6 separate regions of the Mus musculus genome follow, and all the other regions are linked to region 1. A link is a contact called in public Hi-C and HiChIP or PLAC-seq data. All regions are on one chromosome and are shown on one strand. The core of a region is the stretch at or near the end of the contact, and the rest is flanking DNA. Distances in the headings are between cores, read along the strand shown.

Evidence for each region. Hi-C and Micro-C count contacts between places; a contact is called where the count stands out from the background. HiChIP or PLAC-seq counts read pairs in DNA pulled down with a chosen protein or histone mark.
Region 2: a contact with region 1 is called in an H3K4me3 HiChIP or PLAC-seq map of forebrain, with 8 times the contacts expected there. The contact joins two enhancer-like sites. A contact is called at or near these places in 3 of 484 Hi-C or Micro-C datasets (cerebral cortex, immediate neuronal precursor and nephron progenitors) and 3 of 115 datasets of contacts at active chromatin or transcription factors (embryonic basal ganglia, forebrain and neural progenitor cells).
Region 3: a Hi-C map of uterus shows a contact between it and region 1, with 5 times the contacts expected there. The contact joins two enhancer-like sites. A contact is called at or near these places in 3 of 484 Hi-C or Micro-C datasets (all in uterus) and 2 of 115 datasets of contacts at active chromatin or transcription factors (embryonic basal ganglia and embryonic hindbrain).
Region 4: an H3K27ac HiChIP or PLAC-seq map of VIP interneurons shows a contact between it and region 1, with 14 times the contacts expected there. The contact joins two enhancer-like sites. A contact is called at or near these places in 2 of 484 Hi-C or Micro-C datasets (cerebral cortex and uterus) and 3 of 115 datasets of contacts at active chromatin or transcription factors (VIP interneurons, embryonic forebrain and embryonic limb bud).
Region 5: a contact with region 1 is called in a Hi-C map of cortical neurons. The contact joins two enhancer-like sites. A contact is called at or near these places in 12 of 484 Hi-C or Micro-C datasets (the C2C12 cell line, adipose-derived mesenchymal stem cells, cerebral cortex and 6 more) and 6 of 115 datasets of contacts at active chromatin or transcription factors (craniofacial prominence, embryonic basal ganglia, embryonic forebrain and 3 more).
Region 6: an H3K4me3 HiChIP or PLAC-seq map of embryonic midbrain shows a contact between it and region 1, with 7 times the contacts expected there. The contact joins two enhancer-like sites. A contact is called at or near these places in 4 of 484 Hi-C or Micro-C datasets (cranial neural crest, uterus and ventral hippocampal neurons) and 3 of 115 datasets of contacts at active chromatin or transcription factors (craniofacial prominence, embryonic midbrain and forebrain).

What each region holds. Positions count from the first base shown.
Region 1 is chr5:45,276,257-45,280,112 of GRCm38.p6, forward strand. The region is part of intron 4 of D5Ertd615e (DNA segment, Chr 5, ERATO Doi 615, expressed); the gene reads right to left. Among named protein-coding and RNA genes, the nearest start is that of Gm46912, 120 kb to the left of the region's middle. Within about 2 kb of position 1,870, at least 68 of the 459 cell types and tissues checked have an H3K27ac peak or open chromatin away from gene starts, as enhancers often do. A contact at or near this core is called in VIP interneurons, cortical neurons, forebrain and 1 more, where this site is marked.
Region 2 is chr5:44,536,485-44,540,340 of GRCm38.p6, forward strand. The region is part of intron 3 of Ldb2 (LIM domain binding 2); the gene reads right to left. Among named protein-coding and RNA genes, the nearest start is that of Gm40297, 110 kb to the left of the region's middle. Within about 2 kb of position 1,732, at least 56 of the 459 cell types and tissues checked have an H3K27ac peak or open chromatin away from gene starts, as enhancers often do. A contact at or near this core is called in forebrain, where this site is marked.
Region 3 is chr5:44,585,048-44,588,903 of GRCm38.p6, forward strand. All of the region lies in intron 2 of Ldb2 (LIM domain binding 2), which reads right to left. Among named protein-coding and RNA genes, the nearest start is that of Gm40297, 160 kb to the left of the region's middle. Within about 2 kb of position 1,639, at least 15 of the 459 cell types and tissues checked have an H3K27ac peak or open chromatin away from gene starts, as enhancers often do. A contact at or near this core is called in uterus, where this site is marked.
Region 4 is chr5:44,627,553-44,631,408 of GRCm38.p6, forward strand. All of the region lies in intron 2 of Ldb2 (LIM domain binding 2), which reads right to left. Among named protein-coding and RNA genes, the nearest start is that of Ldb2, 170 kb to the right of the region's middle. Within about 2 kb of position 1,854, at least 19 of the 459 cell types and tissues checked have an H3K27ac peak or open chromatin away from gene starts, as enhancers often do. A contact at or near this core is called in VIP interneurons, where this site is marked.
Region 5 is chr5:44,657,580-44,661,435 of GRCm38.p6, forward strand. All of the region lies in intron 2 of Ldb2 (LIM domain binding 2), which reads right to left. Among named protein-coding and RNA genes, the nearest start is that of Ldb2, 140 kb to the right of the region's middle. Within about 2 kb of position 2,257, at least 5 of the 459 cell types and tissues checked have an H3K27ac peak or open chromatin away from gene starts, as enhancers often do. A contact at or near this core is called in cortical neurons, where this site is marked.
Region 6 is chr5:44,684,675-44,688,530 of GRCm38.p6, forward strand. All of the region lies in intron 1 of Ldb2 (LIM domain binding 2), which reads right to left. Among named protein-coding and RNA genes, the nearest start is that of Ldb2, 110 kb to the right of the region's middle. Within about 2 kb of position 1,782, at least 21 of the 459 cell types and tissues checked have an H3K27ac peak or open chromatin away from gene starts, as enhancers often do. A contact at or near this core is called in uterus, where this site is marked.

The DNA.
Region 1 (3,856 bases), core at 620-3,119:
AACCATGTGGTTCACAAATAGGAATTATTTGGGTTCTTCCTTTTTTTAATTTGCATCTTTTTTTCTCTCTTGTCTTACTGCTGTAGCTTAGACCTCAAGTAGTGACAAGAGTGGAAAGCGAAGGCATCCTCATCCTAGTCCAGATTCTAGAAGAAATGCTTTCAGGTTTTCCCTACTTAGTACAATACTGGCTGTGTGTCTTTCATATGTAGCCTGTTTATATCGAGGTAGGTTCTATCCCCAGCTTCTTCACAGCTTTTATCATGGAAAGATGTTGAACTTTCTTGAATGCCTTTACCCTATGGATTGAGATTGTCATGTGGCTGCTATCCTTTTGTACTTACGGGTTGGATTGCAGTTATCAATTTGTATATGTTCAACCAACCTTGGACTGAAACCAACTTGGTCACAGTGTAGGATGTTCTTAATGTGTTCTTGAATTCAATTTGCAAGTATTTTATTGAGATTTTAAAAATATTTACCAGGGAAAATAATCTACAGTTTTCATTTTTTCTCTCTCTCTCTCTCTCTCTCTCTCTCTTTCTTTCTTCCTTTCTTTCTTTCTTTCTTTCTTTCTTTCTTTCTTTCTTTCTTTCTTTTTCTTTCCTCTTTCTTTCTTTCTTGTTTTGTTACCAAGTAATGTTGGCTCTGCAAAATGAGCTTGGTAGTGTTGAATGGTAGTATTTTAGTAGACAGATGAGTCCTAGAGGGACTAGGGTAGCAAAATCAAGCAGAAATAAAGTGTGAGATACAAATATAAGCCATTTGTAAAAAAAAATATTCTATCATGATTATTTGTATAATAATTGCCTAGTAGCCATATTTTCAAAAAGTAGCATAAGATTAACTTTTAAAAGGCACTTTATTCAAGCACATATTTGCAACCAATTACAACATAAACTTAGGATCTGTGTAAAAATTGCTGGAGATGTCCCATAGTGTTTTCGGGGCAGTCTGTTCTCAGTGCACCAGTAGCTATATTTTGAATGTTCTGTCGTTATACATGCTACCATCATGGACTGCAAAGTTCAAGGAATAGTACCTATCATAGTGTCACTAAGTCTGGATCACCTTACACTTCAACATTGCTACAACCTACCCATCACACCCTTAGGGAAATACCAGCATTATTCCATTTCACAGAAGATAGCAATATAAAAAAAGAGGTTAACCCCTTGAAAGTCCTGAGTGCACCCAGACGTAGTACGTTTCTGTAACTGTGCTGGACACATACCAGAGGGGATCGTGCACATAAACAGTATGGGTGTGAATGTACAGTTTAGGAAGAAACTGAAAAGACGCTGAAGTCTCCAGAGTCCCCAACAGTTTACCAGGGACTGGACTTGGAGGTTTGGAGGGGGCAAACAAGGAAAGCCCCCAAACAATGGCACAAACACTTTCCTTTTCTGTAAGCTGCTCCCCAACAGCAAACTGCAAAGGGGTACTGCAGATGACCCCTGAAGGGCACCTGGGGCATAGATATTTCACTTCTGTTGCAGAAGACCTCCATCTGAAGCAGCCCCTAGATAGGGTCTCTTTGACCAGCCTGGCAAAGTGGATTTCCCTCGTTTTGCAGACTCTTTATTGTCATTCTCTAAAAGTATTAGGAGAAGAGAGATGGGTGTAACAAAATTAACAGTAATTCAAGACCTGAAAGGGGACAGTGGGAGTTCCAAATCTGTCTCTATTAAGATCCTTCTGACGATGACTCCTCCTCCTTTTCCTCCTCCTCCTCCTCCTCCACTTAAGCTTCTCCCAGTTTAGCAGCCAGGAAGGCTAGTGAAAAAGACTGTTTACACAGCACTGCAGAAAGCTATTCTCATGCTCTGAGCAGGGTACTGCTCTTCTGGACAGGGTTACATTATGCGGAGCTTGTCAGCTCCAAGTGCAAAGACGCTTGGCCCTCTTTTGTTTATTTCTTGCTAGGTGATCCCTCACTGGATTCCACTGGGACTTTTGCGTCTTTCTCCGCTACATTTTCCTCATCAGCAGAGCTCATCAGGAAAACCCCCTACTCAGCGGGCTTCCGTGGGAATTCAATGCTCTCTGCCTTTGATGATTCCGAATTCTATGGGACAAACTACACTACCTCGGAGTCAGGTTTTATGCCACCCAGTTTAACCTTGCAGAACCGGTTTTTCAAGTCAAGGCACACCGAGTAATCAAAAGGCAGGACCAGCTGCATCTCCGATATTTGTCTAATTCTTTTCTGTTTTTCCTTTCCTTTCCTTTCCTTTCCTTTCCTTTCCTTTCCTTTCCTTTCCTTTCCTTTCCTTTCCTTTCCTTTTATTTTCTTTCTGTTCCCTTCTCTTCTCTTCTCTTCTCTTCTCTTCTCTTCTCTTCTCTTCTCTTCTCTTCTCTTTGGGGATGGGCATGGCTACCTTGCCACAGCCTAGGCTCTATACAGTCCTCTGCCACGTGCTTAAGAGCTGTTCAACACTAATGATGCGATCAAGTTTTCTGCCAAATTCTAGAACCAAAGGGAGAGACAAGAAAGAAAATTTCATCAACCGCCCCCAGAATCCATTCCCTGAGGCATTCTGCTGTCCTTATCAGCCAGTCTCGAGTCGCTAGCGACCCCAAGTGGCCAATTTAAAATAACAGTCCCATCATCGACCTCTTCGTTGCTACCACACACCCCTTCATTTTACAGAAAAGAAACACACTTCGAGGTTTTTATACTCCCAAATCTGGATAGAATTTTAAAACTGCAAAGATTGAAGAGTCGCTAATGCCACCTGGACTAGCCACCTCATTTTACCTTATTTTATTTTTGTAATTTGATCAAATTCAAGACTAAGACCTCACACCAGGTAGGTAAAGCTCACACCAGGAAGTTAAACACTAAGCAATGTCCCCAGACCTATCTTATGTCATAGGAAGCAGAGATTCAGACAGGTAAAAGTGTGTTCCATAGGTCACAGAGCACATTAGAGTCAATTTTAGGAATAGAAGAAATGGCTCCCAGAGACTTCATGCTTCTAGATCTTGGTTTCCTAACCAAGAGAAGAAGTCTTTTGTTTCTCCAAACCCCAAAAGAAGAGCTGTTAGGAGACAGCATGCTTTAACAGAGTCAAATTTCAGCCACATACACTCCTAATACACGCACATCCTCTCTTTTCCCTTCTACACTCACAACTGACCAGGAAACATGAAATTGAGTCCTGGCCAAAGAGTCAGGAGGACACTATATTTGGTAAACACAGACAAGAGTCTTATTCTTAGGGGCTGGCCTTTGAGTTAAGGGACAATTTAGATTAGATTTCTACCCTCATAACAGCACAGAGCAGACATTATTGTTCCTATTTTGCAAATAGGAAAACTAGAGCTCATGGGCATGAAGTTGCTTGTCTATAGTCAGGCAATGACTAAATTGTAAAACTTATTTGCATAGTTTTATTTATTAATGTCTCAATTTACCAGCCATCAAATGGCATAATAAAGTCAGTATCTAGAGTAAGAAGATATTAGTGTTCCAAGGGGTCCTTTGTAGAGACTGTCTTCAAACAAAATAAATACACAAGATAAAAATGACTGGTGTCACTTTCAGCAGGAAGACAGGACATAAAGTGAGGGATGGGTTTGCCATCCCACAGTCACACCTCTGACCCATAATTGTTCCTGTCTGAAAGAATTACAGGGATGGACATGGAGAGGAGCCTGAGGAAAAGAAGGTCCAGCGACAGGCCCAAAGTGGGATCCAGCTCAAGGGGAAGTCCCAAAGCCTGACACTATTACTGAGGCTATGGAGCGCTCACAAAAAGGAACCCATTATGACTGCCCTCTGAAAGACCCAACAAGCAGCTGAAAGAGTCAGATGTAGATATTTGCACCCAACCAATGAACAGAAGCAGCT
Region 2 (3,856 bases), core at 482-2,981, 740 kb before region 1:
TGAAAGAATGTGTAAAGGCTAATCTGTAAAGCTGTAGTCCAGGAAGATAGTGGTTAACAGCTTACATCAAGTTATCCTGAGATGTGGTTAATGATTCTCCTCTTGGGAGAATACAAACTATGCCATTTGGGAAGTTCTAACTGTCACAGGCAATGGTCGGGGGCGTTCCATGTACTCTGATGAGACATTTCAGAAGTTGTGGGGAAGAATCAGTATAGAAGGCTTAATCAGGCTCTGCTGAAAAAAAGTACACTTGCCATCTTCATTTTATCAAAGATCTGTTGGATGTAATGAGATAATTATTGATAATCTGGGTGAAGACCTCAACCTCAGAAGCAATTAGCAGAACTTCTGAGTAAGTTTGGACATGTGGGCTCCATGCCCTAAAACTCTGAGAGGGGTTGTCTGCTGAGCATGGTTTCTGGCAGCTTAGCTATGAGTGTTAGTGAGTAGAAAGGCAGATGTCGCCAATGTCCCCAAACCATTCTCCCAAACACATCTCGAGCACTGGAATTAATTTACCAAGGTTCTCAAAGAAGTATCATGCAGATTAAACCAAATCCCTACCTCCACTTCAGGGTGTTAATTTCATACAAGTCACCTGCAGTGACAACTTTCACAGAAGGGAGGGTCACAAGTAAACTATCTATGGGAAAAACATATCCATAGGCTATAATATTTTCTTTATTTTTTTAAGAGATGGGATTATTAGATAGTTAAACAAATATATTAGCCTGGTTTAATATCAGGGTCATTTATTGTTACTATTATTGTTGTTCTTGCTGCTGCTGCTGCTATTATCATCTATTTGTTTTCTGTCTGTAAACCACAGGATCAGGGTAGAAAAAGGCTCTGGTCTGCTTCAGCTAGATCCAAGTTTTATGATGAGAGGGAAAGTGTGTAATCCTTCTGAAGTCTGCTCAGTGGGAGCATCTGCAGGGCCAAGGTTAGGTGCTTCCTTCCTTCACTCTGTCATAGCAAACTGGTTGGGACTTCTCTTACAGACAAACCGCGTCAGGCCAACAAAATGGAAAATTGCCACAAGTCACGGGCTCCCTTTGGAGTCAAATGGGCTCACTGTATCCAGGGAGTACTATGTATAAAATGGGAATTCTTAGAACTGTTTCCCAGTTGACTACAACAGATTTTTTTTTTAAAGTAAGTTAAATGATATCCAAAAATGAAAGATGCAAGAGAATTTTGGTCGGTGTTCTTCCCCCCTCCCAAATGATTATACATATAGCATTATCCCAAGACTCCGGGAGACTCCCCTTCTCTAATGGAAGCTAAATGAAATCCAAAGCTTTGTGGTTTGTTTTCTATGCAACCACCAAGAACCATAACAGAGGTACATATGGAAGAGTGTATGTCTCCTTTGTTAGGAAATATAAAAAAATAAGCATAGCTAATAAAGTAAAAGTAATGTTTTCTCACTTCAAAAAATATCTGTAGATTCTTATTAATCAATAGAGTTAATGCAGCTTTTATCTAAAGTTGGTCTTTAAAGGAAAAAAATATCCTGCTTTTCTGTTGGAATCCAAAAATCAAAAAGGGTCCCCAATTAAGAAAACATTTTCTGTTGTGCTGAATTCATGTTACCGTACTGTGAGCTCTGACATTTTGTTTCTGTGGTAACCAAAATCAGCTGATTAGTTGGCATGGCAACAGAAAAGATGTAATCCCAGCAGACACACTCTAATCAATGCCCCCAGCACAGATGGTCTCCGGAGGATCAACAAGAAAGAGGCTGGCAGGCATTCAGTTGATCACGTGCTAGCTTGAGACTCGGCCAGGAATGAGAAAAGTAAAAAAGAACATTTCTCCAACTACCCGGTAGCTTTTTAACCCTTCTCTCTCTCTAGCTAATGAAGTAATACTGATCACACTGTCCTATGATTCAACAGCTCTCATAGAGCAATGTGTATATTTTTTAATAGGTGGGAATATTTAGTTTTGTATCTTTATATATGAACAACAGCGTGAGTCTAATAGAGAATTTAGAATACTATCTAAATTCTAAAAAGCTCTCTGAATTTTACCTAGAGATATCACATATGTAAATTTTATTTGGGGGACATAATACTTAATTAGGGGGATATGATCTTTGACATAAGAAATTTTAGATTGTAGTGTGATACACAGGGAAAAGTCAGAATGGGAAACAACTGTGAAGAAAATCAAGTGAGAAGTGTTCACTTAGAGGACACTTAGTTAATGTGCTTCCAGGTTATATTTGTCTCAGGAGTAAATGATTTCATGATAAATAACTGAGAAGAGAAAAAAAATCCAAAAACTCATGTTTGCAGAAGTGATGCAGGTATCCAACAGGGGTTGTACCTATTGTTTTACTTTGCAAAAGCCAAGAATTTACATTTACAGTGGCTCTCTCAGGATCTCCCGATGTTCACATGTTCACATCCTTGACAATAACTCAAGGGGCTTTGACTCTGAAACTCTCCCGGCATGCTCTTCTGATTATTAAGCCTTGTTTTTCTATTTGATTTGAAATTGAAAACATAAAAGAAAGGCTTTATTATGTGCATTTAAAAATTCTAATTACATATTTATCCTTAATCTATAATGTTCCTGGTATCAGGAAATTGCAAAATGCTCACTATACCCCTGAGGGATATTTAATATCTCTGTTGATTAGGAATGTGGCTGATTTCCGATTCGCTAGTTGACCAAATTTTCATAAAAGCAACTCAGAGCCATTGGGTCAAATGCTATTTGGGGAGAAACAGTTTAGTGGTCGTCTAAATTAGAACAATGTAAGCTGCAGACACATAATGTGCTAAAAATCCTCCAGGAGTAGGACCAGAATGCCAGCTCAGGTTTTACAATTCTCTTTCTTTGTGGCACCAGGAAGCTTACTTTTTGTTTAAAATAGCCATAGTGTTTGATTACACAAGGCTAAGTTATTTTTAATTAACATAAGAACAGAAGGAAATTAGAGTAGCATAGTGAACATCAAGGGTGGAAGGAGGGAGGGAGGGACAGGCAGAGGGAGAGAGAGAGAGAGAAGAAAAATGAATCCTTCGAATCCTATCAAATTTCCTAAAAATAAATGTGCATAATTAGCATCTGGATTAAGTCGCTATAATGAAACTACATGTCCTAGAAAGAGATATTTTTCATCAGAGTATTGAAATATTTATTACAGGAGTAGGCAAATAGTCCATTCTGCCTTGGAGCAAAATGACATAGGTGGTCCAAATAATTGATGCTCTCAGAGCCAAGGGAGCTATGTTCAGCTCTTTCTAGTGATTGCCTTGTTTTCCTGGAAAGAAAGAAAGAAAACCAAAACATACACACATAACAAACAAACAAACAAACAAACAAACAAACAAACAGCACACTGGGGAGCAGAGGGAACATTCCAGATAAAATGAAGCCAAGAAGCAAACCTCTGTGTCTTAACTAAGATGAGAAAAGCACTTCATGCCTTGTGGATTCCTCAGAAAAGTGAGGTGGGGTGTGGTCTAGCACAAGTCTAAAATGTTCCATTACATCCCCTCAGATCAACTCACCTTGCTCTCTTGTGGGTTTGGGCCTGACCCTAGAAAGAAAGATACTGACTAAACCTATAAAAAGGCTGACACAAAATGCTTCTGAAATTTTTCAATGGCTGCAGACATTGAGCATAGTTTCTGAATGATGGAAAAGTTTTATTTAATTAACATGCGTTGTTTCTCTTAAAGCATAAGGAGGTGACATATTTTATTTGAATCAGCTAAAAGAATTGACATCAGAGAGAGAGAGAGAGAGAGAGAGAGAGAGAGAGAGAGAGAGAGAGAGAGAGAGAGAGGCTTTTCCTGCACTACTGAGACTTTGTAACCATGGAAGGGAAGGAGAT
Region 3 (3,856 bases), core at 389-2,888, 690 kb before region 1:
CACTGTTGTCCTTATTACCTACCTTTCTCCCTCCTTCATGCATCCTGGCCTGCTTCTGATTTCTTGAAATATGCCAAGATAATTTCCACATCAGAGGTTTAAAACCACTCTCCCTACATACAACTCTTTTTCTCATTACATGTGTATTAGTTGAGTAGCTTAATAGAGGGGTGTGTGGAGAGAGGTAAGTTGAATTTGATTTTTCAATTTCATCTGCTATTATTCATTCCTGTATCAACTTCAGTAGACATCCATTACTTGATTCCCATGATGACAGTACTAGGCTGAAAAATGAGAAGCCTAAAATTTAAGAGGAGGAAGAAGAAACCCCCTGCCCCTCAGTAAGAAATGATACAACCTGGCTTCTGTTGGCCTTTTTTAACAAAGTGACAGAAAGATGAAATTTATCATTAGCAAAGTCATTGCAACTATTTTATGTTATAAATACATTGAAAACAAGGCAAAACAACAACAACAAAAAACTAGGGCTCAACTCGATGGTATCATAAACAGAATATAAAAAATTAATCATATTATGGGTCTCAACCTGGGCTGGAAACAGAGATAGTGAAACTCCAATCCAATCAATAGGGTTGAAGAGGTCAGCAGAGTTGCTTCCTCTTGGGCAGGGGCTATATCTCATTAAGTTTGTATCCTCAGTGCCAGATCCCGAGGAGGAATTCAATAAATTCCTCCTAAATTGAAATCATCACTTACAATAAGCCCTTAATAAGATGGTGAATTTATTGAAGGCATCATGTATACCACTAGACCATAGCATCCTTAGAGCCTCACATGTACTGGTCTCCATAACTCTGCAAGTGCCATATGACCAAAATCTTCAGCCTTAGACAGATCCAATGAATAATACGAACAAGTGAGGCAAACCAGATGGAGACATCAAGAATAATGTAATTTGAGGATGGGAAGGAACTACAGGGCCCCAATATTGTTAGAGATGAATGTTTTTCCCTAAAGTTTAATCTATAGGCCTTTATTGAAACTTCCCAAGTTTTAGATATAGTCAGCTAACTCACAATGTCTGAAAACAGGGGAGCAATCAAAGGACACTATGTTTGTCCCTACAGAGGACGAGATTTTGGTTTAGATGCTGAGGAGATGGACAGGAGGGTTAAGTCAGTCCTACACAGAGGATGCTCCACTCTGTAATTCTCTACATTTTCCCCGCCCCACTGGTGGTGGGGAACTTTTAGGAAGACTAGGAATGAGAATGGTTAAATAGTCTTTTCTGTGCCACATGCCCAGAGAGCCAGAAAGGTAGTGATTAAAAGTCAAAGCTATTGATTTTCCCAAACATATTGAGCTGTCTTCTCATTACAGATTCTGGACTGATTCTTCAAGAGGAAACAAACAATCCCACAAAAACAAACAAAACAGTTCTTTCACTGAGAGAGATCCTCAGATGGACCTGATTCTTAGGATGGGGTCTCTTTGAAACGTGGACAGCAGCACTCCCTGGGGGAATACACTCCAAAAAAAGATCACATTCTTGCACGTGTCAAACTTATTGCAGTATGGTTTTGCAGTCACATAAAGACAAAGATTGCCCTTCAATATAACAGTAACACGCAACACTTGCAGAAAAGGCCTGCCATACAACTCGGCAGTTTGATCTTTCTTTTTGGTTTGCCAGGGCTCATTTTTGCAGACATGTGTTTCTGCTTAGAAGTGTACAGAAGTGGATAAATCACTGGGGTCGTCGTCCCTGGAGCTGGCTCCATTAACTTTCTTGGCATGATCTCACCATTGAAGTCAACATGACTTAAGAGTTTATACAACATTTTATTAGGCTTTAATCCCCGACTTTCCCTGCATTTAAATGTTCATCTGTTGGGTAAAAAAAAGTGAATGTTGCTCATGAGTCAAAGACCAATGTATCCTGACTTTCATTTGTGTTTAATTAACTTATTGTGCTCATTTTTGATTTTAGGCAAGCAGGAGGGAAGTTTTAAACATCCCTGAAGGAATGATTTTGTGTGTGTGTGTGTGTGTGTGTGTGTGTGTGTGTGTGTGTGTTACATGCACATGAAAAAGTTACAAATGTGGTGCACTGTATGAAAAAAGTAAGTGGTTAGAAACTAAAGGCTCAAGATAATGAAGAAAATGGGACCATTTACCAGGATTTATTAGCCACACTTCTGCAATGACTACATTTCACTGGCTTTGTCATCTGCCCCTGAACCTCTCGCTCTGTAATCCTTACCAGACTTTTCTGTGTACAGTACTCTCATTAAAAACAAGTCATCAAAACTCAATAAAATTTTATTGTTTCCACAGAATCTTCAGGCCCATAGATTTCAACAAGGAACAATTTCATTTCTCAGTGAACACTTGGCAAAGTCTTGGAAGATGGCTTTGGTTGGTTGTCATGATTTTAGTGGGTAGAGGAAAGGTCAGTTAGCATACCACAATGCAAAGAGAAAGCATGGTAGATGACAGACTTGAAATAGTGTGTTTGTGTAGCACTCCCCCACAGAACGCAAGTGCTCACATCCTGCTGTTTGTTTTGTGGTTGAGCACTAGCATTATCCCCAATCATACAGGGAAAGATACAGATTTGAAGACAAAGTTCAAGAGCCACATTTTGCACCAGATACCAAATGTCCCTAGGCCAGAGTTGTAAGCTTATTGCTTAAGGGAAAGCAAGTGTGCCTTTAGTAGATAGTGGCTTGAACCCATGGATCAATGGGCATCAGGAACAAAAGTAGCGTTCTGTCACCATCATTACTAAACCTGATCCTGGAGAATTTAAAGTACCCACGTGGAAGCATCATAGCTTCCTGTTGCATGCATTCACTCACTTCTTCAATAAAGACCTATTGCACACCCAGCTGCTATATATGCCATACACCCTAGTAGGTTCTGGAGTGGGTGACAAACACCAAGACCTTATACTCTTACTAAATCACCTCTATGTATCATCTTTTTTATTGTTGTTTCATGTTTATTGTTTATGAGCTTTTGTCATGGAGACAGAATGTCACTGTGTAGCACAGGATGGCTTCAAATTCATGGTCCCATTGGTGCAGCAACCATCTCCCAGCCCAGCCCTCAGGGTCCCAGATGATAGGTATGTAGGTCCAAAATCAGTTTCCTCCCGTTATGATCACTAGATAGAAAAAGAGAAACTGATTTGGGAGAGATGATATTGAAAATCCTTGGATTTGTTATTTTAAGAGTACCCTTTAATGAAGAATGACTCCAGATTAAAACACATGGTAAGAAGCAACGACTGGGGACTTACTTGCTAGGCAGGGTCAGAGAAACAAATGCACACATCAGCTAGTATTAAGTGGAGCCTGATGTTGTGATAGACTTCCAGGAGCACCCAGTGTCCTGCACAGTCTAAGGAGGAATGACTTCACACAAAAACAGGACTTCCAGGGTTTTAACCTGATTTTCTTGAGGATTTAGTGGCTAGATCAGAACACACTCTATCCTTTCCCAGGAAGAACTGCTACCCCTCATCACCCTACAGTTTCATTCTCATCCATAGTGCTTGTATATGAAAAAGAACAACGTGTACAGTGTGTATATATGTATGTGAGTGTTTAATGCATCTTTCCCCAATGCTGGACAGCAAAAGAGAGAAATAAAAAGAAAGAAGAAAATGGTTTTGGAGAGCTCGCCATCTTAAAATACATGGCAGACACAACTTTTGAAAAATATAGCAACCTTTCTGGAAGCTGCAAAAATGCAGTAGGTATCTAATAGTGGTAAGAACATGAACTTTCCCATATTAGCCACCAACTAGATATGGATCTGGAACAAGCTCCTGTCCTTCCTGCTTCCATTTTCTCATATTTGACAGCGTTGATAAAATTATTATACCATA
Region 4 (3,856 bases), core at 604-3,103, 650 kb before region 1:
TCAATTGCATTGGATCTGGGTAGACAGGCTTGAAGTAGAGTGGGACCAGTTACACAGAGCTTGCTGTACAATGATACCCATGGTGTCTTCTTACCAGTGTCCCCTTTTAATACAAAGTGGGGAGCCTAAAGGGAAAGCATAATGTCATTGGCCCGTGCCTGTGCACCATCCCTCCTGACCCCTCCCGGACTACTTTGAATATGAAAACAGTGTAGGTAATGACTTCATAAAACAAGTTAAAGCCCCCTGCTGAATTGATAGAATAAATGTTCTCATCAGCTAACACAACGAAAGGGAGACATAAAGGAGAAGCCGGCAGCCTACGTTGAACCTGACTGATATAAATAGCTCTCATTTTGCATCTAGTGAATTTTTACACTTATTAACTCCTTTGTTACTCACAACAGTCCTGGGAGGGACAGCCTTTTATTACTTCCATGTTAATGCTGAGGTCCGTGAAACAGAGAAAGGTTAAGTGACAGATCCAAGGCTATGCCATACAAAGTGCCTGAGATGGGACTCTAAAGGACGCAGGTAGTATGACAGGATGCTTCCAGTCTTGGTGCCTTTTGTCCCTCAGATTATCAGACAAGGAAAGGCCAAATGGTCTTTTGCTCAGAAGTCATTCTGATTTTACCAGACTCTTTAAGGGTTGCTCCAGCCTTCACCACAAAGACCTAAAGCAGGAGTTCCTGATTTTCCTAATGCTATGACCCTTTAATATACTCTCTCAGGTTGTGGTAACTGTAACTTTCTCACTGTTGGGAATCTAATGTAAATATCTGTGTTGCCAATGGTCTCAGCTTATCCCAATGAAGGCTCATTTGACTCACAGGTTAAGAGCCTCTGACCTAAAGCTTCAATGGGTAACCTTGACCTGCACATGAGGATGTTGGTCAATTGATCAGTCTCATCTCCCAACTCTCTTCCTGAAGTAAGGTAAGGAGGGTTGAAAGAAAGAGTGGGTGGAGTGCCCAAGAACTACCTGGCAGATGCACAATGTTAAATGGCCTTGAGCATCAGTGTGGTAGTGGGTTCCTTCTGGAAATGGTGTGGAAAGAGGATGACAGCATCAGGCTGGGAGAACGCTACTCTGCACAAGGCTCAATGCCAGAGACTGAGTAATAGAGGGCATCCAGTGCTCTACGAATAGAGCCCCAAGAGTTCGGCTCATTTTTTATTTGAAGACACAGAGGAGCTAAGCAACCTACCAGAGACACACAGCAACCACGGAGCAAAGCAAGGCACTGCCTTGTGCAGAGGTTACTGTGATGAAGCATCCTTACCGAGACAACTTATTAAAAAAGAGAGATGTTTTGGGCTAATGGTTCCAGGGGGATAAGAATCTGTCATGGCCGGAAAGGATGGCAATAAGCATCAGGGATAGTGGGAGAAGCAGGAGTCAAGAGATTATATCATTAGCCATATACATGAAGCAGAAAAAAATGAACTAGAAGTATAATGAGGCCTTTAGCTCTCAAAGCTTACTCTAGAGACATAAATTCTCCTGTAAGGTCACATCTCTTAAACCTCCCCAAACAGCGTCATCAACTGGAGATGAAGTATTCAACTGTCTGAGCATATAGGGGACATTTCTCATTTAAGCTGCTACCCCTTAGATCTGATCCACAGCTCTGGGAAAGCTGGAGCTCAGGGCATGGTTTACGGTGTCCAGCTCTGGGTCAGGCTGATCCTGCTAACTAATCCTGCTAGTACTGTATAAGTCCTCTGTGCAGCAGTTCCCTTTTCTGTAGGAGGAACTATAACAGAGGATGTGATAGAGTTGAAGACAATATAGGTAGCTACTGGAATGTTGACTGGCACAGTGAGCAGTGACAGAGCTGCCCTAGCACAATTCCTGTGACCACTGCTAACACAATGGCCGTTGCTATGGCTACTGCTATTGCTGGTCTTACTGTGTGGCTGCTGCTGCTGTTACTCTTTGCACCAGTCCTGCTTTAGCACATCAGTTCTACCATAAAGAAAGGATTTATAGCTAAAATGGTCTATAATTCTTAAAATTTTAGAACCCTGGAAGTAGATTGGGAAGAACAGGAAACAAAGAGAAAAGAACTTCCTTGGAAATGCCTGATGGAAAAGACCCAAGGGAGAATGACCTGGAACATCTAATCTTTGCATTTCAGATGTTTAACTTCTGTTTGGTTTGAGAAAATCTGGGACCAACCTTTGGCCTGTGAAAATCTCTTTTAGTTATCAATATATGTCCCAAAAAGGATTCATGACATGAAAGATCCAGATACTGGCCCTGCATGTTCTTATGGTCCTCAATATTGTAACAACCTGAGTCTATCCTGAAGTTCTTCACATGCATGGTTTCAATGGCATCGTGACATCTTGCCTGGCCCTCTCCTCCATCTGTCCTTCCACCATGATATCAGGAGTCGGTAAGAAACAAACAACAGAAGCAAAAGAGGCTGGAACCATGGCTTTGGCCAGCTGCATCTCCTCTGTAGACTGTGCTGGGCACATCTTTTTCCCTGCTTCCACAGTCAGGGGAGATGGGAACAAAGGCTGAGCTCCACATGTTATTTTATTCTGTATGTGGATAAATCTGCCCTACACATTTCTGCCAGCAATGGTCAGATACACATCTAAACAGGAAGACTAGAAACTGTTGGAAATTCCTTCCTTACCCCAGCTTCTCAGACCCCATCGTGACCAGCCCCAAATGTTCCACATCCCTCTTACAAAGCCACATGGCACTGCTTCAGTCCTGGATTGCAATGGCTATTGTCCTTTCCTTCCTTGGTGTCCAGGAACACAGGTCCCATCCTGCCAACCTGTACTCATTCTGAGCATAATATCCACTATGCTACATGAAACTTTTCCATTATCCACACTGGGCTTTACTGTTCTTCCCAAGTCTTTCTATTTATTCCACATCTATGTATGTTCAGACCATGCTCTCTGCGGGACAGAAAGTGGTGAATGCACAGACATAGGGTAGAAGGTATCACAGGAAAGACAATTTCAAAGGCTAATAAGGGCAGGAGGAAAAGGTTTTGTGAGATTGGGAAAACAGGAATAAAGAACTTCCTTGATAAAAGCTGAAGAAAAGTAGCCAGTAGAGAGAAGTCCTGAAACATCCACTCAGGCAGGTTTGGAATGGTCACAGAGTAAACAGAAATCACCCACTACACTAACAGTAGCTTTGCAATAAATTCGTTACTGGTTATAAATTATATATCATTCCATACAGTCTGTATAGTTGGTACTTACAAACAAATGAGTCACAATAGTGATGATAGAGGACAGATTCCACCTCCAAAGAAAGAAAAACTAGTATTTAGATATCATCCTCGATGCCAGCTATGGAAGGAGCCGGACAGAACATTCCAGGTAGAAGGAACTATACACAGATAGGATGGCAAGGAAGGGCTTCACGTTTGGTTCGAATTGGCAGAAAGCATCTCAGTCAACTCACTGTAACGGCCAACTCTCTTTCAATGGTCAGCAAGTGTGCAGAGAGCAAATGGACATGGAAAAAGAGCTTCAGAATAAAACAGCTGTCTTTCCCACTCATTGGCTGTGTGGCCTTAGGCGAGAGTTTTCATAACTCTGACCACAGGCCTCCTCAGCACATGATCATATTTAAAGGCTTCAGAGTTATTCACGTAATTATATTTTTGCCAACGTGCAGAAACATATTTAACTTTTATGAAGCTAATTTTTCCTGTACACAAAGTGAATGCTTGACAGTTTATCGTCCATGCATTATCATCACTATTGTGACTCATTTGTTTGTAAGTACCAACTACACAGACTGTGTGGAATGATATATAATTTACAACCAGTAATGAATTTATTACAAAGCTACTATGTTAGTATAGTGGGT
Region 5 (3,856 bases), core at 1,007-3,506, 620 kb before region 1:
CCTCGGGGAAGAAATTCTGTGCTGCACACAGCGGGGCACAAAAAAGCTTCCAGGGCTTTAAATAGTCCCCTAGGTGTAACCTCGGGGAAGAAATTCTGTGCTGCACACGGCATGGCTGTTGTCCTCACACATACCTGCAGCTCTCATTACATCCACAACAAGATCGAGCCAGCTCAAAATTTCACCATGAAAGAGGGAAGGGGTTGTGAAGCTCCACCCCTACCTGAGGAGTTATTGGCAGCTGGTGGCTACAGGGAGCGTTTTACACTGGACAGGGGGTAAGAACTAGTTGTTTATCCATGACCATTAGGGGACATCATGACCATTGCCCCAAACCCAGCACTTATGAACAACATTAATTGGACTCGGTGGGTTTAAAAAAACAAAAACTGAGGATAGAAGTTAGGTGAGAGATGTATTAGAGAGATCCCAGGAATGTGGGATTTGGGGTGGATGCTGAGAAAACTCACTTCAGAGACAGAAGCTTAAAGTGAAAGCTGTATTTTCTGTGCTCAGAGAGGTGGCCAGTTCAGTGTCTGAAACTTGTCAACATCAGGAGATTGTACAATACTTTTACAGGATGGGAACACAAAGCAAGAGGGAGTAGGCTGGGTTGTTGCATTGACCAATCATATTTTGACACAAAGGGTTAAGCGAGGAAGTTAATGTAGGTGGCTGAGCCTTATGCAGGTCATCTAGTTTTAGGGTCAGTCAGCTTTTGCCGTAATCAGGTCCCCTTTTGGACTCTGGTCCAGAATTTAGAGTGATAAGGGAACAAAGGAGTAGCAAAAGCTGCACACACTCAATTACGTCATGTCGGGCAGTAGATTTACGTGTGTGCCTTAGTTTAGATAATCTGCAACTTCCCTTTTGACATTCCTTATTAGTTAACAGACAACCTCGAAACACCAGAAGAAGCAGTATAGGAGCTGATTCTGGGGCCTGGGAACATGGATTCAGTTTGGCTCTGCCAGCAAGATGGAACTTGTTTCTGAGATGGCTAGACTCAGCAAACTGTCTCCTAACAGGGGGAATGGGAGATAGATATGATCAAAGAACATTGTATCCATGTATGAAAATTTCAAAGACTAAATTAAAAAAATTATTAAACAAGGACTTTCCTCCTTAGCCATTGCAAGTAACTGAATACTGCTAGCTTTAGTTAGACCTACACCTCAACTAACACAATGTTCAGCTTGGTTGTATCCAGAACACCCAGATTATCCAGCTAGCCTGTCCTGAGCTCCTAAGTCAGGAAAACCGAAGCAATATCATGTGCTATTTTGAGTCTGGAGTATGTAACAATCTGATAGGCTGCTACTGAAAACTAAAACTAAATCAGATAGGTTGCCTCTCATGGTTTGCACATCACGGAGCACAAAGCTATTAGTGATTCTAATGCACTTGACTAAGAACTATTTCAAAAGTGGGTCAAAGAACAAAACACAATCACACATCAGCCACTTTTCTTCTAGATTATTTCCAATGAAAAAAAAGACCAGAGAACACTTCATCCCAAGTCACTGACGACCAGAAACTTGTGTTTCAGAACAACAGTAACAAGATGTATATATGGAGGTGTGAATTCCACTTCTAGAATTAACTAGGTAAGTTGCTGTGAACAAGCCAAAGCCGAGTCAGCTTCTGGATGTGTTCTGTACAAAATAATCATTACAGTTACGATTTGTTGATTATCTTTAAGTACCGGGAAGTGCCTGCATGTCACTTATAAATATCATTATTCTGGTGCTACGCAAATATAGTATTCATTGAAAATAGTAAGGCTCAGAGAGAAGAGGCATAATATAGGTTCATCACTGTAGAAGCAGCTATATGATCACATGTCAGGCTTGTTGCATTTACAACACTGGGCTATTTGCCTTAAAAGAAAGGATTTAGTGTGTGCTTTCATTCTGAAAACAGTAAAGAGCTTACCCTCCTCCTGACTCTACAGGGGTGAGTCACACCACAGCCCCTATACGTTCAAATCTTTCCAGGGTGAGACAAGGCAGGGATCCAGAGCCCTGGCAGGGCAACTGAATGCATCTGTAAACTCCCTTACTCACAACAGTGAAAAGGGAGTCAAGTATGAACTTTCCTAGCTTCAGAGATAGTCTCAGGGCCCACTGGGGATAAGCATAAATCTTCAAATTTCTTTAAAGTTGAGCAAATTCACGATGACAAATGTAACAGCTCCTCTAAATTGAAGTTCATCGCTTGGCAGTTTGGGAGGCTTGGAGGAAGTGCCAGCAACCAGCACTTGGAAGGAAATGAATCTTCAGATTCTCTGAAAACATAGGGAGTTACTGTGGGAGACATATGGAGGGTCCCATACTGCACGGGAGAAGAAGACTCACAAATGTCAGCATTGGAGCAGCGATGTCAGAAGGATTGCAGCGGTCCACGCTGAACTGTGAAAAGAACGGGAAGCTGGCGGTACCCGTGCGCCATGGCAAACGATTTCTTCTTAACCTGTGCTGGTTCTTGATTGAGTCAGTGAAGCAGGGGAGGGGGAACAGGGAAGGGCATTTTTAGGATCATAGCAGGAGTCATTTGTCTCATCGGGTTTTTATGTCCCCTGCAATCTCACTTTTTCCAATACACCAAGTATTAAATAGAAACCTGGCTGGGACGGGCAGTAAGGATGGCATGAGATACAGAGAGTCGATCCTGCATAGCAAATATTAACTATGGGTCTCTTCTCTGCCATTTACTAAGTCACAGGGACATGCAGTGGGTCAGAATATACTTCTCGCCTACACCCTAACCATACACTCATGATTATACAGAAATTTTCAAGACTTTAACCATCAGTAGCCTAATTGTCATTTTAACCCCTTAACCAGGTCAAAAGTTTTTGCTGTTGCATCCAAATGAACCAAGATAAGAATCCACCGAGCGACCTTATCCCTCTCGAGAAGCCAGCACTCACATCCAGAGTGTGCAGTCTTTCCTTCCTTGACTTTTTTTTCCCCTTAAGTCTAAACCTAAAACTATGCTAGAGACTTTTCTTAATATAGACCTCAACCCTTCCTCAAGATTAAAAAAGAATCCATATTCTGATTCCTTTTTATGAAAATTGTAGCATCATAGCTAGAATTACTTAGTTTGAACTGAAATAGGAATCCATACCAGGGTCTCTTTTTAGACAAAAACCACTGATAACATGAAGATCCACCTTCCTTCCTCAATTCCCTGGGAATAGATCATCTTCTCTGCTCCTCCTGAAGGCACTCAATGGAGAGGGTGTGTCAACTGAACGGGTTGCTTGGCAAAGCCCAGCGCCATGAACGGGAGGAACAGAATGAAACCACTAACTGTCAAGAGATGCAGTAGGACCTTGGGAAGGATGCTGCACACACCTAAAGCCAAACAGAAAACATCTCGGAACTTCTTAAATTGAAGACAATGAGACTATGCTGCAGATCAGACTGGACTAAAAAATCTTTGAGCTCTTCCACAGTTGGGCATGGTTGTACTGGGCTGGTGAGCCATTTTCTTAAATAAGGCACAGTGCTGGTCTAACATTAGCTTAACAGAATAATTATCAAGTGAAAAATAATGGCTGCACTGCTGAGAACCTGAATGGTGGCTCTCATAATTACTAATTTGGAGCTTGTATTTTAAAAATTAAAATACAGAGCACAAGGTTTTATCCATTCATTTTTCTGTAGTCAGGGTACAGAAAGTGACACATAGACCACCCCTGAGGAAGGTTAACTAAATAAGTGGGTTTTTGCACTGAAATCATGTCTATTAAGAAGATCCTAGCAGCTACTCACTGACTGCTCAGGACTACTTATTTTATACAGCTTGATGATTTAATCAGACTTTACATAGGAGAACACTCCAATCA
Region 6 (3,856 bases), core at 532-3,031, 590 kb before region 1:
AAAGGCCAGGTGTTGGGGATAGAAAGATGGCTCGGCAGTTAAGAGCACTGACTGGGGTTCTAGAGGACCCAGTTCAATTCTCAGCACTCCCATGGTGGCTAACAACCATCTATAACTCCAGTCACAGAAAGCCTGAGTACCAAGCATGCACTTGGTACACAGGTATACATACAAACAATATACTCATACACAGTAAAAAAATAATAAAGCCAAGTGTGTTTGTGCTGTGGAAGCAGAAATGGGTGGCTCTCTGGGGCTCAGAGTCCAGCCATTCTGGTCTACTTGGCAGGCTCCAAGCCTGCGAAAGATCCTGTGTCAGACAAAGAAAGTTAAGAACAAGGCAGAGAGAAAGGTTGTTTTTTGTTTTTGTTTTTGATTTTTTTAGGTGTACAGCACCTGAGGAACAGTATACATGTGCATACATATACAGGTGCACACATGCATGAACACACACATACATAGATTCAGACATACACACAGACAGACAGACACTCAGAAGCAAGGGTTTCAACCTGACTGCTTGAGCTTGGCCTTTGCTTTGTCCCACTCATGTACTCTAACTCAACATTATTGGACTTTGTGTCTCTTGGGGGTCTGGTGCTCTTGCGTCACCTGCCGAGTTGAGAATTTATCAATCTTCATAAGACTGTGCACCAATCCCGTATCATATAGATAGCTTCTCTTAGGTCTGCTTCCTTTGAGAGCCCTAATACTGCGCCGAAGCCCTGGTATGTTACCATTCTCTGTATTAAGTAAAAATAGAGCTGTTTTCCTCCAGGTAAAGAAACAGCATTAATTATCAATAGTGTGTGGCAAGGGACTCACTAACACATTTCACTACATGTTATTTGTTTTGTTCTAACATCTCAGAAGCAGCCTTTATTCCTATTTGTTTACACGTTAGAAAAATCACACTGCAGGTTGGAGACAGGTAGGGGGGAGGCTTGGGAATTCCAGGAGCCTGCCTGGCTCTATAGCTCTGACCCCGACTGTAGTTCTTCCAGTGTAAAATGTCAACAGCATAAACCTTACTGGTCCAAGATGTGTGAGGTTCACGTGACATTTGTTGAGGGTTGCTGCTTGCAGTGCCCCTCTTTCCCAAACCATAGGAAGACAAAAAGTAAAGGAAGCAGGCATCTAACCTGATGACCTGGGTTTGCTCCCTGAGAGACACATCATGGAAAGAAAGGACATACTACGTTGGCTTCATCTGTTCCTTGTCCAGTCATTGTAACAGAAGGCTAAAAATGATTCCCAAGTAATAAAGGGAATTATACTACATGATTATAGAAGCTCAGAGAGTAATTCCAGTGCAGGAGCAAGTGATTACACATTGCAACAAATTAAAACTCAAAAAAAAAAAAAAAGCAAAGGGAAAAACAAACACAACCAAAGACCTCTCAAGTCCCTTAGAAATGCTATTTAATAAAGCAAACTATATTTCCTATAGAATTCCAGTCTAGGAACATTTTGGCCACAAAGAAGCAATTAGAGACATCTATGATTTTTTTTTTTAAGACACAAAACCAAGGACAAACACGATGACTTTGTAACAAGAAGCCATTTCTCATATCCACCCTGCACCAAACCACAGGGCACAGAATGGCTGAAGGGCTTGTATGCCGGCACATGGCTAAGATCAGCCGAGACAGGAGTCCCAGAAGTCAGCTCTGCCTTGCCTTGTTGCTAGAACACAAAGAACATAAAGCTTCAAACCAAGTAAAGGCCAGGCATAAACTGCCAAGTAAGGACAGCCTCCATGGGTGGCCCCTCTGGCCCTCTATGATTTAATGAGAAGAAAATGCAAGGTCTGGCTTTGCTCTCTTTGGCCTTGATGAGAAAGTGGCCCCATTCCTAAGGCTGGATTTGATCAAGGCTGCATCCCCCCCTTGCCAGCCATAAACATCGAATGTAATTTTCGGTGAGCAGCATTCCTCACAGTAGAGGCACATAAGTCACGTGCCTGCAGCGTGGAACGCGTCTTGCTACAGAGGATGAGGAATAGGACCAGTCTCCCTGTCACTCTTCCATATCCCTCAGCCCCTGTGTCCCTTGCTAGAGTAATTTCTCTCTGTTTTCTAAATACCACATGCTAACTTTTTCTTCTTTTTATTTTTTTGGGGGAGGGAGGTGTGTGTCTGTGCTTATTCGTCTTGCCCTTCACATCTTGAAGATGTGTCCTTTTTTTAATAATTAAGGCCCAGATGCAATGTCATCTCTGAGAAGAAGCCTTTCTCTGCACCATCTAGCTGAAGTGGCTGAAGTGACTGTCCCCTCCCCCTGATTTATTTCCTTTTAGGAGCTTAGAACTGTTCAAAGAGATCTATAGTACTAACACGCTCCTGTATGTTTGCTGGTAAACCTGACCCTTCCCTCAACCTAGACCATAGACTTCAGAAATCAGAGGTTTTTGTGGTTTCGTTGGCTTTCAACTCATTGCTCGATTTCGGACAGAGAATGGGTACTTGATAATATCAGTCGACTGGCAGGATGGTTCAGTGGGTAGAGATGCTTGCCCCTAGACCCACTCATTAGAAGGAGAAAACTGACTTTGACATGGGCACCTATGTATATATGGGCACACATATAAACACAATACAAATAAAAATGTAAAAAATAAAATTACTATCAGCAGGAAGGTAGAAGGATGCCTCAGTGGTTCAGTGTGCACTGTGCTTGTACGGTACCCTTTTCAGCTTCCAGCACCCACATCAGCTATTTTACAAACACTTGTAACTCTGGCTCAGGGGGATGAACTGATTCTGGCCTCCACATACACCTATACCCCCATCCACAATTCCACACACTGCTGCACACAGCCACACAACTCAAACTAAAATAAATCTTAAGAGAATAATATCAGTAGAATTAGATAGAAATGTGGGCTGCTTGTGGTTTCTAAGGCCTTAGAAAGTCTGCTGTAGCCAAGAACCTCTTTTGTTTTGTTTGTCTTTTCAAGGCTGTTGAGTGTTAAGTGTTTTTCAGAATCTAAGACTGTGGTAGTGAGTGTTAAGTCTTTCCACTATCCAGAAGGAATTTGGATCAGAGACAGAAGGAAAGAAAAGGATGTGCCCAGCAACTCAGCACCAGGGGTGGAGCTTGTGTTGTTCTGAAGGAGAGGCTGGAACCAGAACCACAGTGCAAGATTGTGCAGGTTCCCACTGTAAAATGCTGGGTAGGCTGTGCCCTAGAGGTGCTGTAGTGATGTGCCTTAATCTTGTACAGTTTAGGCTGTCACTGCTCTCACACTCAGGCATGTCAGCAGGGCTGGATCTTACAGAGATCTTATAGGACACATCTTTTCTACACCTTTCCCCAACTTCAGGGATGCTGCTGGCTCTCCTTGCTGTCTCTTGGATTCCAGATTTATTATCCCCATTTCTGCTCAATTATGATGTTCCTGTGTGTGTCTTCGTGAGCCTGTCACCTCCTCCTGATATTTCCCCTCCTCATCTCTTCCTTCCTCCTTTGTCTTTTAGTACTGCTAAGTCAAACTCAAGGCCTCATTCTCATGATGGGTGATTGATTGCTCATCCCTGAGCTACACTCTCATCCCTGTTTTCTCCTCTTATAAAGACACTGGTCACCCGGCAAAGAATGAAGCTCAACTTTTGCACAATCCCTGTCAGAGAGTAGGTGCTAAATAACAGGTGAATTGAGACAGGCAATGTGGCTCACTGCGTAAAAATACTTTCTGCTGGGTCCATAGCATGTATGAAGCTCTGGGTCCAATCCCCACCCTCACATAAAATAAGGTGCAGCAGTGGTGGTGGAGGTGGTAGTGTGAGCATGTCTGTCATTTCTAACACTGAAATTAGACACAGGAATCAGGAATTTCAAGGGCACACTCAACTAC